Linked DNA regions of Mus musculus: region 2 is linked to region 1. A link is a contact called in public HiChIP or PLAC-seq data. All regions are on one chromosome and are shown on one strand. The core of a region is the stretch at or near the end of the contact, and the rest is flanking DNA. Distances in the headings are between cores, read along the strand shown.

Region 1 (5,041 bases), core at 967-3,466:
TGGGAGCCGTTCTCATTCAAACCGCTACAATTTTCCTTTACTTTTTGCTTTTTTTTTTAATGGGACAGTGTCTCCTGTAATCCAAAGTAGTCTTGAACTCTCATGTAGCTAAGCCTTGTCTTGAACTTCCAGTATTCCTATCACTGCCTTTGAACTGTTGGAGTTACAGGCTTTCCTGTCTGTGGTGGTTTGAATGGGAATGGTCTCAGGGTTCATACATTTGAATTTTTTGTACTTAGTGCATAGAACTTGTTTTAGAAATGATTGAGAGGTATTTACCCTCGGGGTGGTTTTTGAGGTCTCAATAGCTCAGGCCAGGTCCTGTCTGTCTGTCTGTCTGTCTATCTGTCTGTCTCCCTGTCTCTGCCTCCAACTGTGAATCAGGATGCAAGTGCTTAGCTACTACTCTAGCACCATGCCTGCCTCTGAAACTATAAGCAATTCCCCAGTGAAATGGTTTCTTTTGTAACCGTTGCCTTGGTCATGGTGTCTCTTCGCAGCAAAAGAACAGGGACTAAGATGCCACATTCTTCAAATGTCATTTTCTAAGTGTGTGTCAACTCATTTCCTTTTGAATCTTAAGTCAGACGTCCAGCCTCACTATCTAATCTCAGGCCCCGCCTTACTAGCCTCTGTGTCCTTCAGCACACACCTGATCCATTTGCCTTTTCTACTTGTCTGTCTGGTCCTTGGGCAATGCAGCCTCCTCAAGTCTTGTCCTGATCATTTTCTGGTGATGTGCCTGAGCATGGCATATAGTTGTACTCAATAAAAGTGCTGTTGCATGCTGGGCGTGGTGGCGCACGCCTTTAATCACAGCACTCGGGAGGCAGAGGCAGGTGGATTTCTGAGTTCGAAGCCAGCCTGGTCTACAGAGTTCCAGGACAGCCTGGGCTACACAGGGATACCCTGTCTCGAAAAACCAAAAAAAAAAAAAAAAAGAAAGAAAAGAAAAAAAAAAAGAAAAGAAAAGAAAAGAAAAAGTGCTGTTGCATCAACGGAGAAACTGTCAAGACTCATAGTAATGAAGACAGGCAGACGTGGCTCCATCCTTGACTCTCTGTGAAGGTGAGGGCCCAGTGCTAGTACAGATATTGGCTCATATCACAAGCACTGGTATAGGCCTTCTAGCACAGAAGTAATAATCCAAAACACTTGCCTTTAGCTCTTAGCCTTTGGGATGAGGAACAAAGAGTCAGTAGAAATGTCAGAGGAGAGTCATCAGACAGTAACGAGTGCCTCTCCGATATCTCTGCTCACAGATGAGGAGGAAGTATTAGGAGAGACATTTGGCTGTGGTTAGGAAAGACTGTATCCTAAAGGCTGAGCCAGAGAGGCCTAAGTGTGGACCTGGCCTGTTAGGGGTAAGGAGGGTGAAGTCTGGTGAGAGAGCTGGGAGGTGAAGTCTGAGGCAGACTTCTTCCCTGGGATCCTCCAACTGCTGGGCTTGAGGTGCAGAGGGAGTCTGAGGGTGCTGAGGCTGTCATGGCTGTGGTGTCACCGTGGGGTGGGGAAGAAGGGCTGGTCCTGAGTCCGGTGGAAGTTAGATCAGACAAAGGAATGTGATCAGGAACGCACTGAAGGTTGGCCTCAGGTGGGAATGATTTATTCACTATCAGACAGAGGTGTGTTAGGTGTGTGGTGTGTGTATGTCTCTGTGTGTGTATGTGGTTTGATGTGCGTGTGGTGTGTGTAGTGTTATGTTGTGTGATGTGTATGTGTGGTGTGTGTAGTGTGTGTGGTGTGTGTAGTGTGTATGTAGTGTGTCATGTGTGTATGAGGTGTGTGTGTATGTGTATGGTGTGTATAGTATGTGTGTAGTGTGTATAGTGAGTGTGTGGTGTGTATGTGGTATGTCGTGTGTGTGTCGTGTGTATGAGTGTGTGGTGTGTAGTGTGTGTGTATGTGGTGTGATGTGTGTGTGTGGTGTTATTGTTGTTTTCTCAGATAGGACCTTTGGAGCTTGAGACGCACCTTAAATGTCTCGATGGTGGTGTCCTGGGGACAGCTGAATGTCAGTGTTGGGGATGTGGGGACATTGAGGGGTTACCACTGTGGAACCATTCCCTTGAATGCAATTACTAAGGCGTGGGGGTGGGGGAACTCAGGAGAAAAGACTCAGGGCAAAGGTAATGGACTCTATGGACCAGAAGCAGGAGACTTGGAGGTGCTCCAGCGAGCCAGCAGGGCAATCGGTGTCATGAACCTCCTGGCCGGAGGCGGCAGCAGCGGGCGGAGGAGCCGGTACAGTGTATCAGCGGCGGCGAACTACAGTGTAGCCAGCCGGTCCGGTACAATGTAGCGGCAGCCAGGTAAGCCAGAAAGCGGTCTCTGTAGGTGTCGGGGGGGTCTGGTGGGAAAGCAGGCGAGGGTCCAGATCTCAGCATGCAATCGCCACTGGTCGGACTCCGGGATCGGGCTTCTGACCCACGCACTCATGGTGCAGAACTGGCAGAGGCCTCAAGCAAGACGTCCAGCTCCCGGCTGCCGCCTGCTGGCTCTCCGCTGTGCGCAAGGCCTTGGTGACCTCATTGGTCCCCGCAGTACGTAGGGCAGAGCTTAGCGTCCACAGATGCCGACCCCCACCCCCAATCACCGGGTGGCTTCAGAGCCTGAGTATGGGACTCCCGGCCCAAGGACCCGCAGGGACTCGCCTTCTGCTATGTTGAGCTTTTCTGAGCCTTCGGTTTCACAACTATGAAATGGGTGAGGAAGGTCGTAGAGACCTGCCCCAGTGGGGACAGTCGCATCCTCAGAATGAATTCACGTTATAGCGGGTAGAAATGTGAGGTGCGCTTTGTTGCGCCTTCTGGGGTAGTTGAGAATTATTAACACTGGTCCTGCTTGGCCTGGATTGCCTGTCCATCCTTTTTAAGGGTGTGAGCAAATAGGATGTACTTTGGACTCCTGTGGCCCTTGGACTAGCACTTTTTGGTGGCTAAAGTAACACACCGGAGGCGGGCTCTTATTCACCATAATCTGTCTTGAACTTTCACCCAGTGCCTCTGATGTACCACAGACCCTTGGTCTTACTCTGAGGGTTTCAGTTGTCAAGTTGTAATTATTATTCGATTTAGGAGAGACCTCTGCAGGGGCTGGATGGAACAGTTTTCTTTTTTTTTTTTTTTTTTTTTGTCCTTTCTTGAGTATCTTTCCTGAGGCCAACCACGGATTCTGGGTGCAGATCTCTGTAAGGCTGGTGGGGAAATAGGAGATGGGGTCCTACTCAAAGCCGGCTGTTGCTTCCTGCAGCCTGGGCTGGGCTGAGGTGCTGTCTATTCGTACTCAGCTGAAAGAGCAATATGGTTCTCCAAACTGGTTCCAGACAAACCAGGAAGATGGGTTAAATGGCTCCATTGCTTAATTCATTCCTTGCTTTTGTTCCTGGTCAGGTGGTGGCAGTGCCAGTCAGGACATACATAAGGGAGCCATTTTCCTGGGAAAGGTAGCCCAGAGGAGAGTGGAGGGCAAGCTCTGGTCAAGGTCTCCCTGTCCCTCTGACTATATTCTAAACCATCGGGAGGTTTCCAGAGAAGGCGTCTGGAAGGGGCTCCTGTGGGCTCCACCCAGTTCCTTTAGACTGGGCTGGTCACCACATGGCGTCGGTGACTGCCCAGCAGCAACTCCCAGTTTCTGTTGTTACCAAACCACACACTCGTCCTTCCGCTCAGTCTTGGGCAAGAGAGTAGGGCTGCAATTGATTTCTTTCTTTCTTTCTTTTTTAAGATTTATTTATTTATTATATGTAAGTACACTGTAGCTGTCTTCAGACACTACAGAAGAGGGCTTCAGATCTCATTATGGACGGTTGTGAGCCACCATGTGGTTGCTGGGATTTGAACTCAGGACCTTCAGAAGAACAGTCAGTGGTCCTAACCACTGAGCCATCTCTCTCTGTCCAGCCCAATACATTCTTTTTTGGTTTTTTTTTTTTTTTGGTTTTTGGTTTTTGGTTTTTTCCAGACAGGGTTTCTCTGTATAGCCCTGGCTGTCCTGGAACTCACTCTGTAGACCAGGCTGGCCTTGAACTCAGAAATTCCACCTGCCACCACTGCCGGGCTTAAACCTTTTTTGTTGTTGTTTTTGTTTTTTTTTTTTTGAGGCAGGGTTTCTCTGTGTAGCCCTGGTTGTCTTGGAATTTACTCTGTAGACCAGGCTGGCCTTGAACTCAGAAATCCACCTGCTTCTGCCTCCCAAGTGCTGGGATTAAAGGCGTGCGCCACCACGCCTGGCGGAATTTTTCATTAATGAAGATTATCGTTATAGCAATTCTGATACCAGACCCCATGGAGATTGTCCCAGTGGTGATAGAAAAGAAAGCGGTCTGTGTGTGAATGCTTAGGCAGAAGTCTGTGTTTGTTTTTTGCTTTTTGTTTAGGCAGAAGTCTTAACTGCAAAGGAGAAATTTTTAGAGAAAAGGAACAACTGGTTTTGAGCAGCTCATGCTGCCAACAGAAAAATGAAGGCATTTTATGGTTTTTGTTTGTTTGTTTTTTGTTTGTTTGTTTGTTTTATTGGTTGGTTTTTCAAGACAGGATTTCTCTGTGTAGCCTGGACTGTCCCGGAACTTGCTATGTAGACCAGGCTGTCAGCCTTAGACTTGCCAAGGTCTGAGACAAGGCCAAGGTGAAGAGTTCTGCCTGCCTCTGCCTTCCAAGTGCTTCGATTAAAGGTGTGTCCCACCACTGCCTTGCAAGAATATAGTGTTTAAAGAAATGTCTTTCTCGTGGTTGAAGAGGATTTTTTTCCCATGAAGATGGAGAGAAGTGGCAGTTTGTCCCTGGAGACCTCCTGTCATTATCCTATGCCTGGTGGCGTTTTCCCTTGCAATATTGGGGTGGGTGATGGGCATGTCCCATAGATTGCTAACAAGAAAGGGGAGGACCTGGGCGAGTGCCTTTATGGATTAGGGGCTGAGCATCTGCCTCTTCCTGTGAGTGCTTAGCCCTACGTGGTAGTATTATTATTGATCTTTTGAGTGAGAAACTGGGAGCAGAGAAAGGCCAGGAGGCCGGTGTTCAGGCTGAGGCTGTCCATCTTC
Region 2 (5,041 bases), core at 1,304-3,803, 310 kb after region 1:
TAAAAAGTCAATGATCGGTGTGGGAATGCAGGCCTCTGTGGGTGTGCCACCCCCCCCCCCCCCGGCAGGAGTCCTGGGGGATGTGAGGAAGCTAAGCAAGCCAGCAAGCAGCATCCTACATGGCTGTGCTTTCCTTCTCGCCAGGTGCTTCTTGACTTGGCATCTCCTGATGGACTATGCCCTGGGTGGGACATGTACGCCGAATGAATAAATCCTTTCCTCCACAAGTTGATTTTGGTCAGTGTTTTATCACAGCACTAGAAACCTAAGGCAGGTACACACGTGAAATAAATGCATACGTGTGCACACACATGCACGCAAACACCACATGCATGCACACACACGAACGTGCATCATGTCTTCCCTCTGAGAGGAATTTACTCCTTTTGTCACCCATTCTGAAACTTGCTGTCAGTTGTGAAGGTGGATAGCCTTGGAGACCACAGGAACACTGACACCAAGGCGCACTCTCCTGGGTATTTCTCCCATGGGCACTTCCTCCAGAGTTCTCTCTCTCTTCCCCCACTCCCTCCTTTTCTCTCTCTCTCTCCCTCCCCGCCCTCTTTCTATTTTTATCTCAAGCACATAGTGACTATTAGTTCTCACTAAGTACTTCCGAACATAAGGCTTGATGGGCTTGCCTTGATAAGAAGAGATCCATTTAAAAGCAGTATCATGCAAAGTAAATATTTTCCTTTCCTCCTTTGAAACCTGACCAAGATGAACCTTCCGGAAAACATCTGCGCAGATGCTCTTTGGTCAGGCATCTCGACTGCTGTCATCCTTTGTCTTCACAACAGCCTTGCTCACATTGTCCCCTCCAAGTAATAGCAAATACTTCTGTGCTCTGGTCCCTGGGCTAAACAATTAACATTTTATTGATTATGTCACAGCACAATTCTGTGCTCAAATTCATTTCTTGTCAAAAGACATTGCTGCTGGCCCTGGTTTAGAGCTATAAACTATCCAACACGAGCCTTTTTTCTTTTTTCTTTTTTTTTTTTAAGATTTATTTATTTATTATATGCAAGTACACTGTAGCTGTCTTCAGACACACCAGAAGAGGGCGTCAGATCTCATTACGGATGATTGTGAGCCACCATGTGGTTGCTGGGATTCGAACTCAGGACCTTCGGAAGAGCAGTCAGTGCTCTTAACCGCTGAGCCATCTCATCCAACATAGGTTTTATTTCCTGGTTTCATTAAACCTTCCCATGGTTTTCACTAGACTGTGAACACTGACGTTCCTTCCAGTGTGTGGCAGGGCCCTGGAAGCCACCTGATGTGGGTGCACACACACCAGTGTGTACTGTGCTATGCTGTGCTGCAGCAGCGACAGGTAGAGATGCCTTCAGGTGGGACCTAAAAGCCAAGTGGCTTCTGCTGTCTCAGTAGCTCTGATTCATGTGGTTGAGGCAAAACTTCCTGGAGCTCCGATGCTGTGAGGCGACCCCAGGCCATGGAGAGACCCCACAGAAACACACTGAAGAGCAGCTGGTTCAGCTCAGCCTTGGCATCTCCCCAGCCTGATCGCCTGGCATGTAGTTGTCAGAGGGTCTCGGGTCCTGGCACCTAGCCAGTGGCATTCAAAACTGAGGCTTCACATGCTGATGCTGAGTCAGAGCCCAGCCATCCCCACTCCCGACCTTCCAAATTCCTGAGGCACAGAACTCATGGGGTCAACAAAGCAGCCATTGTATTAGACACTAAGTATGGAAGGACTTTGCCGGGCAGCGGGTAAGGACTGCTTCAGTATAGCGTGGATCAAATGATATGGGTGACCTTGTTAGCAGGCCAGCAACTGCCCCAGGGACCATCAAGGTCCAAGTGAAAACACAGCCTTCAAAATAGTATTCAGGCCCATTTGTCCCGAGGAAAAACCCTGGCTTCCTCCTAGAGTTATTTGTGTGTGTGCCTTTTAATTTTCAAGACGTTCTTAAATTATTTATTGAGGCTCCCATTTGTTTCTGGTTAGATTTTAGGCTCTTGGAAGCCAGACCACATCATACTGTGTTCTCCATACACAGGCATAGCACCAGGAGAACTTAGCACCTAGGCTCTGGTCAGCAGGACTCTGGGCCTTGACTACCTAGTTCTGTCACTGCACTCTTTCCTTCTGGCCTGGGAAACTTTGCCTAGGGGGGTTCCAGGAATGGACAGAGCCCAGATAGGTCAGGAGGCCTAGAGTAAAAGCAAGCTCTCAGCTCCCAACAGAGCCTTACCTTACCTAGGACCAGTGCCTTGGAGACTCATTTTAGCCCAAGAACACGACCCTAATCCATCCCAGCGCTGCTCTGAAGTTTCAAAGACAGAACGGCAGAAAAGGCTTTTGTACCTTTCACTCCGAAAATTCACTCCGCAAACGAGCACGCGGCGTTCCTACCTGCTGTGAGCTCCTCTGGAGGACTGCAGATAATAACAGTGATTATTTCCTGTCTGCGTTGCTGAGCCGCTCCCTCCCTAGCTGGTCTTCCTATTTCTATTTTTTGCGCCTTTAAAAGGCAGTCTTCACCCAGCAGCTGGGCAATCTTTTTAATATGCAAATCAGCCTCTCTCCTGTTCCTAATCCACCAGTGATTTCACACTGTGGTTAAAGACCGAGCCGCAGCTCAGGCCTGTGTAGCCGCCCTCTGCCCTTCACCCTCTTGACACACAGCTTCCGGGTCAGTCCTCCAACCTCACCGAGACTCTCACCTCCCCAAGGCGTTTTGCTCGCGCCATCTCTTGTGTAGATCTGTATCAAGTGCAGACCAGTGTATGCGTCAGCTCCCGAAAAGGATTCCTCACCTGGCTTCCTGTGCAGCCTCAGTTTACCACAGTGTCCGTCAATACAAATCCACCACAGACGGTGTGTCTACTCTCGGAGCAAAACAGCCACCACACGGTAGGCTCTCAGCAATCATTTGCTGAAGAATGAATGAATGAATGAATGAATGAATGAATGAATGAATGAGAAACACCCCACAGAGGATATGATGATGAGACGCTGTTGACAGACAGGTAAGGGCTTCTGGGGACCTGAGGCCACACCCTCTTCTCTGGGCGGAATGTTTCCCACGGAGTGAGACACAGCTGAGTGTGCCCGAGGCTTTCAGCCCTCTGGGGTCCTTGGCTGTGATGTCAGTGACTCCCTCAGCATCACATCTGCCTGGACCAGATCATTGTTCCTCTTCCTCTTGACATGCTTCCATGACAACTTACAATTAGGTCGGGCCCTGCCCTCAGAGAAGATTTTAGTAGAGTAAGTCACCACGGGACGAGGAAGAGATGCTGCAGGGCCTTCTACTGCAGCCCATCCCAAGCCAACCCTGTAGCCTGTGTCACTGTGAGAGCCACTCTGCCCGGTAAGGAGCTCAAAATGAATCACCATGACCGGGGCCCAGGTCTCCTCCACCAGCCCCAAAGACAAAGTGGGGCAGGGAAACCAGCCGAGTCTTTCTAAGTCTGTGTGTGACTCAGAGGTCAGGTGCTCCCCTACTGTAGGTCTGTTCTTTGTGGGCTGAGGGGGCTGAGAAAGATAATCTACACTCCAAGAGGACTGTAAGAAGCAGCAGGTGGTGGCTCCTGAGGTTGAAGGACAGGTTCTGGTTGCTCTTTGCTCCCCGATGGAGTCTAGCCACAGGAGGGCCATGAGCATTTGAGACAGCCCTCTGCCATAGATCTTGCTGCAGCTCTTTACCTTCTGCATGACTCCTTTTGTTCTGAGACACGGATCAAAGTTTCAGAGCCTTTCCCACAGGAACCCTGGAATGAACCCCTTGGTATGTTTATCCAAACTGGCATGTTGGGCTGGCGAGATAGCTCAGCGGTTAAGAGCACTGACTGTTCTTCCTAAGGTCCTGAGTTCAAATCCCGGCAACCACATGGTGGCTCACAACCATCCACAATGAGATCTGACGCCCTCTTCTGGTGTGTCTGAAGTCAGCTACAGTGTACATTATAATAATAAATAAATCTGGCTTTGAGCGAGTGGGGGCCCGACGAGAGGGAGCAAAGGCCCTAAAATTCAATGTACTCACATACATAAAATAAATAAATGGGGTAAAAGTAGATAAAGTAGCTGTCTGAAGTGGGTAGCTACCTGGACACAAAACACTAAGGAAAAAAAGACTCGGGGAAGGAGCTGGAAGCTCCCCTTTTCCTGAGACTCCAGAAGCAGGAACAAGAAGCACCACGGTGTACACAGCCTCCTCCCCAAGGGCCGGCTGGCTCCACTCAGTCCACAACCAGGCAGGCGGGTGGGTGGAATCATGACCTGGAATCTCCAGGATTTCCCATAGCAGGTAAGCTCTTGGTTCTGAACCATTCTATGTTCTAGAGTAGTGGTTCTCAACCTTCCTAATGTTGGGACCCACTCTTTAATATGTTGTAGTGAGCCCCAACAATAAAACTATCTTTGTTGCTACTTAATAACTGTAATTTTGCTATTGTTATGAATCATAATGTCAATCAATATCTGACGCGCAGGATAACTCATATGCAAAAGAGATCACCACCCACAGGTTGAGATCCACTGTTTTAGATTCTTAACAAGGTCCCTGGGAGGTAACCTGGTACAAGAAGGACCAGAGAGGCTCCCAAGGTTTGTTTGACCTTCTCCAAGTCCTGCCTGGGATCTGACTGAGAGGCAGGCTCTCATAGCAGGCTCATCTCTCTCTAAAGTTCACAGACCATCTTCTCCCTTTCTGTACAGTGGCCATGATGGTACAATCAGATCACCGCAGTAGGGGGCATACTGTGTCACCTGAGAGCCTAGGCCTCTCTCTTAGACCTGCCTGACCAGTCTCAGCCAAGATCTGCTCATTGAGCTGTCCCTACTTCAGCAGGAGAGATCAGACCCTCACCCAAGTCAACGCTTCCTGGCCAGGCTCTGACTCTCACTCGGGTTAGGCTCGGCCAACGGGAATCAGAAGGGAGCCGGCTCAGAGAGCAGGCGGGAAGGTTGAATAATCTGACGACGTCTGAGTATTGTTCTCATGCTTTTGGTGGTTTAACACTGCTAGCTCTGTGTGTTCAGAGCCGTAAGCTGCTGCTCTGCGAA

The links. HiChIP or PLAC-seq counts read pairs in DNA pulled down with a chosen protein or histone mark.
Region 2: a contact with region 1 is called in an H3K27ac HiChIP or PLAC-seq map of extraembryonic endoderm stem cells. The contact joins the promoter of 4732419C18Rik here to the promoter of Def8 in region 1. A contact is called at or near these places in 3 of 115 datasets of contacts at active chromatin or transcription factors (embryonic stem cells, extraembryonic endoderm stem cells and pancreatic cancer cells).

Annotation. Positions count from the first base shown.
Region 1 is chr8:123,440,740-123,445,780 of GRCm38.p6, forward strand. Def8 (differentially expressed in FDCP 8) reads left to right here and starts at 2,217. Exons shown (of 12, transcript NM_054046.5): 1 at 2,217-2,312.
Region 2 is chr8:123,751,675-123,756,715 of GRCm38.p6, forward strand. It overlaps 4732419C18Rik (RIKEN cDNA 4732419C18 gene), which reads right to left and starts at 2,554. Exons shown (of 3, transcript NR_166622.1): 1 at 2,384-2,554.